Regions from separate parts of the Mus musculus genome. Here regions 1, 2 and 3 are each linked to region 4. The links are chromatin contacts, called in public Hi-C and promoter capture Hi-C maps. All regions are on one chromosome and are shown on one strand. The core of a region is the stretch at or near the end of the contact, and the rest is flanking DNA. Distances in the headings are between cores, read along the strand shown. Region 1 overlaps Lnpep (leucyl/cystinyl aminopeptidase). Region 2 holds the start of Acat3 (acetyl-Coenzyme A acetyltransferase 3). Region 3 holds the start of Riok2 (RIO kinase 2). Region 4 holds the start of 1600012H06Rik (RIKEN cDNA 1600012H06 gene).

Region 1 (2,700 bases), core at 190-2,689, 2.7 Mb before region 4:
TTTGGCTTGTGACTTTTAGGTTATTAATGTTATGGAGCGTAGATTCAGTATCTGTCTTAGTCCTCTGGATAATACTTTCTTTTAACAGACATTCAACTTGCTAGGGTTCAGCTCTTAAAACCTGTTTCATTTTGGTGGACAGCAGTTCCAGGATCAGTTCTGTTCTCCTAGCCTTTGCATAATAATGCTTAGTAAACACTTCCCGGTTCTGATCCTGGCACCTGGTGGTAAATTAGGTTACTAGTTAAAGGGAGTTAAAGTTTCAGGTAGGAGTTACTGTTGTGTCGGGTGTGGTGGTATAAACCTACAATGCCTGCATTTAGGAGGCAAGCTAAAACTGCATAGTGAAACACTTGTTTCCAAAAATTAATAAATAAACACAAAATGAAATTTTTTGTCATCGAATCTTAAAGAGATTATCCAGGATTAGCCATTTGAGCCCTTTGAAGTCAAAATTTGTTAATATCATATAGTATGACAATGATTCAGTTGGCCTTTGCTGGATGCAAACAGTTTCTAGGATATGGAAAAGATAAGGAGATGAGTTCTTCCAAGAGCTTTCAGGGGAATCATAGCACTGTTAACAACTGATTTGGCCTCAGCGAGTCCCATTGTGGACTTCTTGCATCTAGAACTTTTGAGAATTAATTTGTGTTGTTATAATAAGCTTTTCAGGTTTGTGGCAAGTGTTGTAGCAGTTATGACTTAAATGTAATATTTTCCATAAGCTCATATGTTTGAACACTTGATCCCAGTTGGTGGAAGATACTGAACCTTATGGACATGGTAATGGATAGTGGTTGGCTATTAGGAGTGAGACTTTGGGATTATAGGCTGGCCCTTGCTTCCAGGTCTGCTCTCTGCATCCTTTCTGCCATGACATAAACAATGTGCTCCAGTTCTCACTGTTAACAGCTACACACCCTTGAGTGATAATCCTTTCTGCTCATGATCAGCTACCTTCTGGACAGTGTGCCAAAGACAATGCTCTGTTGTTTCTGTCAGCTATGTTTGTCACAATGGTAAGAATAGCAACTACTGTAAGCAGAAATAGACACCAATGCACACTGCTACCTTGCAGCTTTGATCTGTATGTATGTATATATGCATGTATGTATGTATGTTTATATGCATGTATGTATATATGTATGTATCTCCCTATTGCCCCCCTCTCTAGTTCTCTGGTGGTTATTCTGTAATTTTTGTAAGTTCATAGAAAAATATCTCTAGGTTCATAGAACAATTCTTTTCCCTCTGGCATTCTCTCAACACTGTAGCCTGCAGGGCTACTTTTCCTGGTTCTCGTACACAGAAATATCAGGCTGGCTCAATGAAATTCTACCTAATTGGCACCAGCACACTATTTGTGACTAAAGCCTGCCCTAAGGGTAGAATGGTCAAAGGAAAGAGAACAGTATTAAGATAGACACTAATCCTCGTGTAGACTGCTTTGCCAAGTGTTTTCTCCATTATCTCCTGTAAGGCAAAGTGAACTGTGGACAGCTATGAAGTAATCTGAGGACAAAGCATGTCGAGACCTTAGTCGTTTTTGCCAGTGTCTTAGAGTTGTCTCTAACCTAATTCAAGAATAGTTTTAGGACACTCCCTTTATTGAACTTTGCCAGAGATTTCCACCCAACTTGTCAGAATAAATCTCTTTATGTTTCATAAGCTAGTTGAATTACCTAATAGCTATAGCATGACTGAAAATATCACTTCTGACTTTGGGTAATGCCCCCACACACTGCCCTCTACCATAAGAGGAGAGCTGACCTGCTGCAAATGTGGATATGCTGTGCATAGAAGTTTACTAATTTCCATTGCCACCATGACAAATGATCACAGATTAGATAGAAAATAAAGTACAAAATTGTTCTCCTACAACTCTGTAGGCCAAATGCATGACCTGTCTTAGCCGGGTGTTGCTAGTAAACACTCTGTGGGCTCTGGGTAGGAACTATGGCCTTTAGTTTCCCAGCTTCTAAAGGCCACTTACATTCTTTTGCTCCTACTCCCTCTTTTCATCTTCAAAGCTGCAAAAGGCAAGCCATGCCCTTTTTTATATAACTGTACCCTGATCTATCCACCTCTCGCCTTCACTAAGGACTGATTTAATTATGTTGAGCCCAGAGTTGTTTCTGCTAATGGCATTCCATTTTTCTTCATGATTATTATACAGTTAATTGAACCATGTCCTATGTCTTGTTGAGGTTTCTATGTACAGAATTGAAGAAGAGATATGAGTGGTATTATTGTGATTTGGTTTATGTGACACTAATACTTGAGCATTGGTCACTTCACCCAAGTGGCCATACTATAATGGTACTCACTTAGTTTAATTATTTGCTGAAATCTTCACTTTAACTTTTGATAATATATAGAGTTTGGGTTTTTTGTTTGTTTTGTTGTTGCTGTTGGATTGCTTTATTTTTGGTTTGGGGATGGTACTAGGAGTCAAAGCCAGGAATTGTGCCTGAACCTAGATAGAAATCTGAGAAGACAGAAAATTTCTGGTGATAGGAATTTCCTCTGTATTTAAAACCACAAACTTTATAAATGTCTTAAATGGTAATAAATAGTAATAAACATATATCTTAATCTAACCTATTTCTTTTAAATATTATTATAACTCAGAGACTGCATAGTCAAAGAACTGCTTGTTACCTAATATTCTAAATCATAACCAAGTTATAAATCCCC
Region 2 (2,700 bases), core at 127-2,626, 2.0 Mb after region 4:
ACCTTCCTGCTCAGCATTTTTTTTCTCAGATAATAGTGTGTGCCCAAGGTTACATCTGCTTTCAAAAGTTACACTTGTAGTTTGCCTTGAGTTAGGCAACTATGTAATAACAGTGTAAGGCTAAAGCCAGGTGCTAAAGCCAGGTATGGGGGCACCCAGCTTTCACCCCAGCATTCAGGGAGTAAAAGCAGGTAGATCCCTAAATTCCAGGCCAACCTGACCTACATCGTGGCATAGGTCAGCTAAGGGCTACATTATAAAATCACGTCTGAGAGAGAGAGAGAGAGAGAGAGAGAGAGAGAGAGAGAGAGAGTTAAATTGTTGGGACCTGAGTTAGTTCCCAGCCCCCACATAGTGACTCAGAATCATCCTAACTCCATTCCAGGGAATCCAATGCCTTTTTCTGACCTACCTGGGGAACTAGGAACATAAACGGTGCACATACATGTATGCAGGCAAACAAAAACTCAAAACACTGATATACATAAAATAAATCTAGTAAGATTTTTTCCTTTGGAAAAATATATATACATGTATTTATGCACATATATATGTATGCGCTTGTGTGCGTGCATGGGTGCGTGTGTTTGTGTGTGTGGCCAAGCTCTGAAGTGAAGCACACTGGCCCTTCCTGTCTGAAAGCCCAGCCTCACCCCAGCCTGTAGGATTTAGAGTAGTTGCGTGGCCTCTGCAGAAATAACTTCTGCTTGCACACATTCTGTGGATTATTTGGACCGCTTGTGGGAGGACCGATTTCTAGCAAGGTAGAGGTAATTAGAAAGTCCAGACAAATTCTGACTTTGGCTGCAGGTGTTTTAAACAGCCGTGATCTGTGGCCCTAAGGGACCTTTAATGAATAAGATCTTCAGATCACCTTCCATCCTCGGCCCCTGGGGTTCTCCTCTAGCCAAGAACACGACTTTTAGCAACCAAGTGAACTAGGGTTTACAGCGCCCAGGCACACTTGGAGAAATCTCAAAGTTCCTGCGAATTGACCGACACTGTATCCTGTTCCTTCTGGCGTGTTCGGGAATTATAGCCAGGGCATTCCAGTCCCGGCTGAATCATCAGAGGTAGACTTTTAGTCACCCTCATTGTTTCGAAAATACACAAAAACAGACAGAAAAGGGATACAGAGAAAGATTCCGGGATTGTGTTGCAAGCGTTCAAAGTCCACAGCTTGAGACTTCCCCCAACGCTGATCGCTCTCACTCTAACACCCGGAACCCCCAGGTCTCTATCTATGTCACACTCTAAGACCCCTAGACCTTGCACACCCTGTTCTTCACCATCCCTGAGCTGAGGAGGAGTGGGGATCAGGGGAGCTGCTGAGCAGGGGCGGGGCGGGGAGGGCGGGGCGGGGCGGGGCGGGGCGGAGCCGTTGAGGCTCCATCTCCAACTCAGCCAGAATTTAGCAAAGTTTGCTTCAGCTGCAGCCAGGGCTGTGCAGACGCCAGGGGAGAGCAACAGGATGAACACAAGATCCGACCCAGTGGTCATCGTCTCGGCGGCCCGTACCGCCATAGGTCAGTGTTGCGGAGGCTTCCCACCTGCTACCCTACAGGTGCACAGAGAACCCTGCCAACTGCCTGCTTGCATGCCTGATGGTTCATCTGTCACCCTGTGGTGGCAGATACTAGTGGTCTGAATTTGGGCAGCCCTGGGCTTGGCAAAGCACTGATTTAAAGTCCCCACCCTCCCCCTCGGTGGTCCTCAGTGTGCTCTTGGTTCAGATTCCTTCCCTCTTCCCCATTCCATTGTAGGCTCCTTCAATGGTGCCCTGTCCACCGTGCCTGTCCACGAAATGGGGACAACTGTCATCAAAGAAGTCCTGCAGAGGGCCAAGGTGGCTCCAGAAGAGGTGTCCGAGGTCATATTTGGACATGTCTTGACGGCAGGTAACTCCTCAGTAGCCCAGGACAGATCTGGTTCACTAGAAACAGCATTTATTTATATGTGTGTGTGTGCGCGCACACACACCACCACCACCATACATTGCTTTGCTTGGAGTTCTCTCTGCTAGGATTCTTTCTGTCCCTCCTCCTTCCTCTGGCTGAAGTCACAGCTCCTTTACAAGCCTTTTCGGTGAGTGATCTTAGACCACGGGACTGTATCGCCTTTGCATTGTTAGAAGCACAGCAAAGTATTCACAGTCCTCCACATACCCCTAACATGTCACACAGTCAATAAAAGTGTGTGGGCCTGGCACTGTGCCACAGCTGCGAGTGGGGCTGCAGCAGAGCAGCTCTACCCTGGTCCACTTTGTCAGGAGATCAGCTGTCCCTCACTCCAGGGGACTGTCCGGAGAAAGGCAGGAGAGTCTAAGAATGCTTCATCATAGCTCTGATTCCTGCTGGGCTTGGAGATCAGTGACTACTGATGTTGATGATTGGTTTGGGGCCTGGGTGTATAGATCAGTGGTGAAGTGTGTGGTGAGCATGCATGTGGTCATGAGTTCCCACTCCTGCCCTGCCCTGTGCTCCCTCAGCACACATTTGAATCAACTGTAGAGAAAATTGTTAATATTCAATACCAAGTTCTGCTCTTACTCTGTCTGAGACCATTTGTATGTGTGCCAGTTGAATATTCTGTATTTTTTTAATGGGTGTTTTGTCTGCATATATGTCTATATACCACTTGCCTGCCTGGTGCTAGCAGAAGCTAGAAGAAGGCATTGTCTTCCCTGGTCCTGGAGTTATA
Region 3 (2,700 bases), core at 143-2,642, 2.4 Mb before region 4:
CTACAGAATCAGATTTTGTCATCTTCCTAATTAAAACATTCACAGGTCAGGCAGTGGTGTCGCACGCCTTTAATCCCAGCACTTGGGAGGCAGAGGCAGGCAGATTTCTGAGTTTGAGGCCAGTCTGTCTACAGAGTGAGTTTCAGGATAGCCAGGGACACCCAGAGAAACCCTGTCTTGAAAAACCAAAATAAATAAATAAATAAATGAATTAAAAAATAAATAAAAATAAATCACGGGCTTACACACACATCGTTTACTAGGCCTGCAAGGGCTTATATGGTTTGGTTCTCATTTTCCATGTATGTCCCCAACCATTATATCGAACCTTTCTCTTCTATGAAGACTCTCCCTCCCATCTCTGAGTTTTTGCTCTAATTTGCCTCTAACTCTCTCCAAGGACACCTCTTCTACAACTCTCTCCAAGGACACTTTTTTCTCCGGCAGTTAAGATTCATTGGTTCGGGGGGTGGGGACAAACTTTGTAGTTCGATTAACAGTAAAGACAAGATTCTTGGATTCTGTCTCCATCACTGTAAAACTCAAAGACAGTATCCTTCCAACACGTGGCTACTTTCTATTTCTTTATCCTTTGTTACCTTCACGGTACTTACTATCTGACTACATTGTTAACATATTGATTTGCTGGTCGACTAAGAGGCATCTCCTTTCCTCCTTTGTTTTGCACTCTGCTGTTATATTTGATAGAGAAAGCTGACTTTTTTTTTTTAACATTAAGTGTCTGAGTCTATTAGAGGACTTAACTCCCACCCTCCCCTAGTTTGGAAGCCAAAGATCAATGAAATTTCCCGGGCCACAGAGACGTAAGCACATCTGCAGCAAAAGAAGCTGAAAGGAAGAACCATGTTTAGTAAAAGATAGTTCTTTTTTTCACAAAGCTTCATGAAAATCAGACCTTGGTGCCCTTTACCCAGATCCCAGCCTCGGCAAACAATCCACAAATCAGAGAGCCCTCACTCAGCTCCCAGCGACCTTAGAATAGCAGGAGGAGGACGTCACCGAATGGATAAGCAAGAAAGGTGTACTCCTTACCGCAGTCAGAACTCTGAAGTCATCGCGGCTCATGTACCTAAGCTTGGCTACATTCACCTTCCCCATGCTTGCCCAGTTCCACCACGGACGCTCTCTGGGAAGACGCAAAGTTGCTGGGTAATCTCGCAGGCTTTCGGCGGCGACCTGCCCGCGCACGCGCCCTGTATTTAAGGTGCTTATCGCTAGGTAAGAACACGTGCTCAAGAAGCAGTAGAAAAATGCTATTTTTTTCTCGTTTTTGTAGCTAAAAATCAGGCAGAAGTGATTTTTCAGCCCCTAAATAAATAATTTACGTTTGACTGATTTGGCAAGTTGCAAATGTTTTACATAGTATGCCACGTTACTTTTCAGAGCTGCTAGGACCTGATTGGAATTAAGGCCGGACTTCCGCATGCAACAGTGCTTACGTCACGAGAGGGGCGTGTTTTATTCGTTCCGAGCCACGCCCACTTTTAGTGCAGCAACTGTGCACTGTAAAGTCAGGGAGGGAAATGAGTAAGCGAGACCGGAGGCCAGCAAAACCACTGAAAGGGTGGCCACAGAGCCGCACGCGCTGTCTCTCGGCAGCCCCACCCCTGTCCGGCGGAGGAGGGCCGGGTTAGGAGCTGCCCCGCTGGCCTGGGACGCTGATCCCAGGACGGGTTAGGAGGAGCTTCTGTACGTACTATCCAGTGCTCGCTTCCAAAGAAAGCGCGCACCTCAATGTTTCTTGGGTCCAGGAGCATTTGGGAGGCTTAACAAGACAATGTACCCAAGACAAAGACTTTTATTACCGTACCTTCATCCCGACAGCAGCAGCATAGTAACAAGTGTGACTCATGTGATATTCAGTACCTGTGTTTCTCATTTCACGAATTATCTATATTTCAGTCCTTTAAGCTGCAGATCTTCTCTGGTCAGCTCTTAGGTTAAGCTTGGGCGCTATAAGTGTCCAGTGTTATGATCTGCTTTATACTTGAGAGATTGCCAACGACTGGTGTGTAACTTTTTTTTTTTTTTTTTTGAGGTATGTGCAAACTTTAAGGACTCAGATTAAGATACCTTCGTGTTCCTTCCATACTCCACTCCTTCCAGTTTCCAAGAAACAATGTATTCATTTCCTCCTTTTGGAGAGTGGTGCTGAGTATCTTCCTGGAGTAAGCTCTTTCATAAAGCATAGGGGCAGACAGCAGGCTGTAGTGTCCGTATCGGTCCAGCTAAAGTAGTTGGTAATCTAAAATCATCAAATCGAAACAAAAGATCAATCCTTTTTCATCTCTATGTTCCTGTCTTTGGGGTCTTGTATGCTTGAATACAGGATTCTAGGCATATCTAATTAGGACTTAACTAATTAAGACCGTTGTACACAATGGAATTTTTCTTTCTACATTAACATTAGAACATGTGAAAACAAAAAGTTTGAAGCTTTGATTATCTGTCTTTCTGTCTCCTTTCAGCATTGCTCCACAGAGCCACCACTAATTGAGTGGGTTTGGATCCAAGTTCTGGAATATTGGGGTAATCACAGTCCAGATTTCTCATCTTTTCAATATTGTGGGTTTTTTGTTTGTTTGTTTGTTTTTTTAGTAATCAAGTCATTTATGAGTAAAGGATTTAAATTCAATCTTCCTTTCTCACCATACTTAGTGTGACTTAAGCCAGTGGTTC
Region 4 (2,700 bases), core at 169-2,668:
TGGGAAGAGCGAACCTGTCACTGCATTTTCCACCTGGCTTTAAAATGTTAAAGACTTTAAAACTCGAAGTGCTGTACTTCATTTAAATGTCTATAAATTCTACAGTCATCAACTTCTGCACCAGCAGTAAAGTTTAATCTGATTTATACAGCCTGTTACTGTAATCTTCTTACTCACCTGACTAACCAAAATGCATTTAAACATTTTATTGAGCAGACTCCTTTTTATAGGAATTTTAATCTCTAAAATATTGTGCTTGCTGCTTTTCCTGCTTGGGGAGTAAACTGAGGTAACAAAACTGTATGGCTTTATTTTTCCATCCTAGTCTAGAAAAAAGTAACCAGAGTTTCACCAGGTCAAGTAGCTAGGTTCGCAGCAAACTGTAATCGCTCTGTGAAAATAAGGGTTTGTGCTCCAGCATATTCAAGGGATCAGAAGAGAATTTCAAGCACCAGTTTCAAAATGCTAATCAATATCGTCCAGAGAACTGATTCCTCCTCTTGGGCTGCCTCTTCTGGAGCGTAAGCCTGCTGCTGACTGGCTCCTGTTGGGTCAGTGAAATAGGCAGCCTCTCCGAATGGGTACTGATCCACAGTTCTGTCATAGTATACCCTCATCTCAAAGTCGCTCTCATGGTGAGAGGGGTGTCCATAAATTCCTATCCCGACCGGTCGCTGGAAGTGTGCCGGTATAGAGACCACATCCTGGCCGCAAGTGACAGACTGCAGCTCATAGTCGTCGAAGCTCGGGTGCGGAGTGCTGTCCGACACGTACAGGTCCGCATCCCCTCTCAGGCTCTGCATCCTGAGAATAATTTTACCCTCATGGTTCAACCGCAAGTAGCTGTAATTCCCGGCTCCTATTTGGCCCTGGACCACGTGCAGAAGGAGCCACTCCTCCGGGACGTCGTCGTCTTCCAAACATTTTACCAGGGTCACCACCTGGGACGCCAGGATCATCAACAGGGCGCGCCTCCAGGGAGTAGCCATCGCTGGGGCACTCAACTCGGGGACTCCCTCATCTGCAGTCGCTGTGCTGGGAAGGTACGGGTGACAGGCGTGACCCGAGGTGCTCGTCCACGCAGACCAAGATTCGTGCACCTGGGTCCCGGGAACCGACGGTGGGGAAGGGGAAGGAGAGAAGGGATAAAGAGTAGGGAACAGCAGAGAGGGAGGAGCAGAGGAGGCGGGTGGGAAGAGGGAAGCGGTAAGAGGGACCTTAGGACAGGCCCCTGGGGGCGCAGGTGTCTGGAGAATAGCGAGGTCGCCAACCCCGAACTCACCGCCACGCCCCGCAGGCCACGCAGCACCCGCAGCACCCGGGCTCAGCCTGGAACTCGCCCCAGCTGGCGGAAAAGAGGCCGCGCCCGGAAGTGTGGTACTCCGGAAGCGAGGGCTTTTGGGAACCAACTCCGGCCTAAGGGACCGGAAGTGAGGTAACGCCAGGCTCTCGCGAGAATAGAGCAGCTTTCCCCCGTAACCATAGCGACGCGGCTGGCGTGGTCGGTGAGTTCCGGGGAAAGTGGGCTGGACGGTCGGTGAGGCTGCCAGGGATTGCAGCTTGCGACAAGCTCCCTTGAGGGGATGACTGGGAAGCCTGCTCCCGGATGGCGGAGGGCCGAGCCGCGCCCGGTCCAGCCTTCTCCTCCCGCGCCCCCAGAGCCGCGCGTGAGTGGCCTCCCTAAGCCCTGCAGCACAAGCCCCTGAGTGCGGGCAGCACCGGGAGGGACACTTTTGGATTTGTCTTAAACCATGACAGAAGGGAAATATAAATTTCAACATGAGAACTACTAGTAAGAAATGATTCCTCCCCCCCCCCCAAGCCCACAATTGCCATCACCCCACCCCCCACATTTTTTTGGGAAGTAATTTAGTAATTAGAAAACTTAGTGTACATTTAATCAAGTTTAGTGGCGAGTTCTTTAGCCTTTGCTTTTTCCAGCTTGGCAACGCGAGCCACAGACTTAGGGCCCAGCACGTTGCCTCCTCAGTGGCGACGGATCTCGTTATATCTGTGATTACAATTGATCCTAATAGCTTCCACCAGCTTAGCCAGAGCACCCTTGTCTTCCGGGTTAACCTATGTGAAGGCAACAGTGGTGCATTTCTTCCTGTGGACCAGGCGCCCCAACCTGGGCAGGACAAGCAGGAAAACCACCAGCTCAATGGGGTCTACATCATGGGCAATCACCACCAGCTGAGCCTTCTTGTTCTCCACCAAGGTGGTGACTATATTGACTCCTGCTCAATGGACAGGTGGTCTCTTAGTTGGGACGTCGCCTTTGCCAGCAGCTTTCTTCTCAGCAGGGGCCAGTAGCCTTTGCTTCTTTTGCGTTGTCTCTGGCCTGTACTTGTGGGCAAGCTGTTTGCCTGTCCAGGGCCTGGGTGAACTGGTTAATGGCAGGAGGGACTTTGAGCCGCTTGTAGAGGATGGCTCTTTGCCGCTGCAGCATGATGTAGCGGGGCCATTTGATGAAGCGTGTAAGATCTCTTTTGGGCTGGATGTCCTTCCCAAATGGCGAAATTCGTGGGCCTTTTCTCAAACTAAGGATTGACCACTTTTTTGGCCTCCTGGTCCTTGACACCGGCGATGCTCAGGGTCACCTTCTTCCCTTGGCTGTCTTTCCTTTAGGCATCTTGCTTGGCTGGAGGAGAAAGCATGCACACAGTTCTTAAGACTAGATTTCATGTCTGGAGACTT

What was found. Promoter capture Hi-C pulls out the DNA fragments that hold promoters and counts their contacts. Hi-C and Micro-C count contacts between places; a contact is called where the count stands out from the background.
Region 1: a Hi-C map of B cells shows a contact between it and region 4, with 5 read pairs. The contact joins the enhancer-like site here to the promoter of 1600012H06Rik in region 4. A contact is called at or near these places in 3 of 39 promoter capture datasets (liver and pre-B cells), 1 of 484 Hi-C or Micro-C datasets (B cells), 1 of 115 datasets of contacts at active chromatin or transcription factors (astrocytes) and 1 of 9 other capture datasets (liver).
Region 2: a promoter capture Hi-C map of pre-B cells shows a contact between it and region 4, with 4 times the contacts expected there. The contact joins the promoter of Acat3 here to the promoter of 1600012H06Rik in region 4. A contact is called at or near these places in 8 of 39 promoter capture datasets (the C10 cell line, the HPC-7 cell line, cranial neural crest and 4 more).
Region 3: a contact with region 4 is called in a promoter capture Hi-C map of pre-B cells, with 3 times the contacts expected there. The contact joins the promoter of Riok2 here to the promoter of 1600012H06Rik in region 4. A contact is called at or near these places in 3 of 39 promoter capture datasets (liver, neutrophils and pre-B cells) and 1 of 9 other capture datasets (liver).

What each region holds. Positions count from the first base shown.
Region 1 is chr17:17,601,285-17,603,984 of GRCm38.p6, reverse strand. All of the region lies in intron 1 of Lnpep (leucyl/cystinyl aminopeptidase), which reads left to right. Among named protein-coding and RNA genes, the nearest start is that of Lnpep, 22 kb to the left of the region's middle. Within about 2 kb of position 1,439, at least 165 of the 459 cell types and tissues checked have an H3K27ac peak or open chromatin away from gene starts, as enhancers often do. A contact at or near this core is called in B cells, astrocytes and liver, where this site is marked.
Region 2 is chr17:12,939,072-12,941,771 of GRCm38.p6, reverse strand. It overlaps Acat3 (acetyl-Coenzyme A acetyltransferase 3), which reads left to right and starts at 1,376. Exons shown (of 9, transcript NM_153151.3): 1 at 1,376-1,526; 2 at 1,764-1,898. The coding sequence starts at 1,472. It also overlaps the pseudogene Gm20591.
Region 3 is chr17:17,373,024-17,375,723 of GRCm38.p6, reverse strand. Riok2 (RIO kinase 2) reads right to left here and starts at 1,392. Exons shown (of 10, transcript NM_025934.2): 1 at 1,054-1,392. The coding sequence starts at 1,119. Gm36768 (predicted gene, 36768) reads left to right here and starts at 1,508. Exons shown (of 4, transcript NR_168690.1): 1 at 1,508-1,710; 2 at 2,490-2,550.
Region 4 is chr17:14,941,902-14,944,601 of GRCm38.p6, reverse strand. It overlaps 1600012H06Rik (RIKEN cDNA 1600012H06 gene), which reads right to left and starts at 1,418. Exons shown (of 2, transcript NM_026451.2): 1 at 1,283-1,418; 2 at 1-1,035. The coding sequence starts at 989. The coding sequence ends at 432. Wdr27 (WD repeat domain 27) reads left to right here and starts at 1,478. Exons shown (of 25, transcript NM_175173.3): 1 at 1,478-1,505.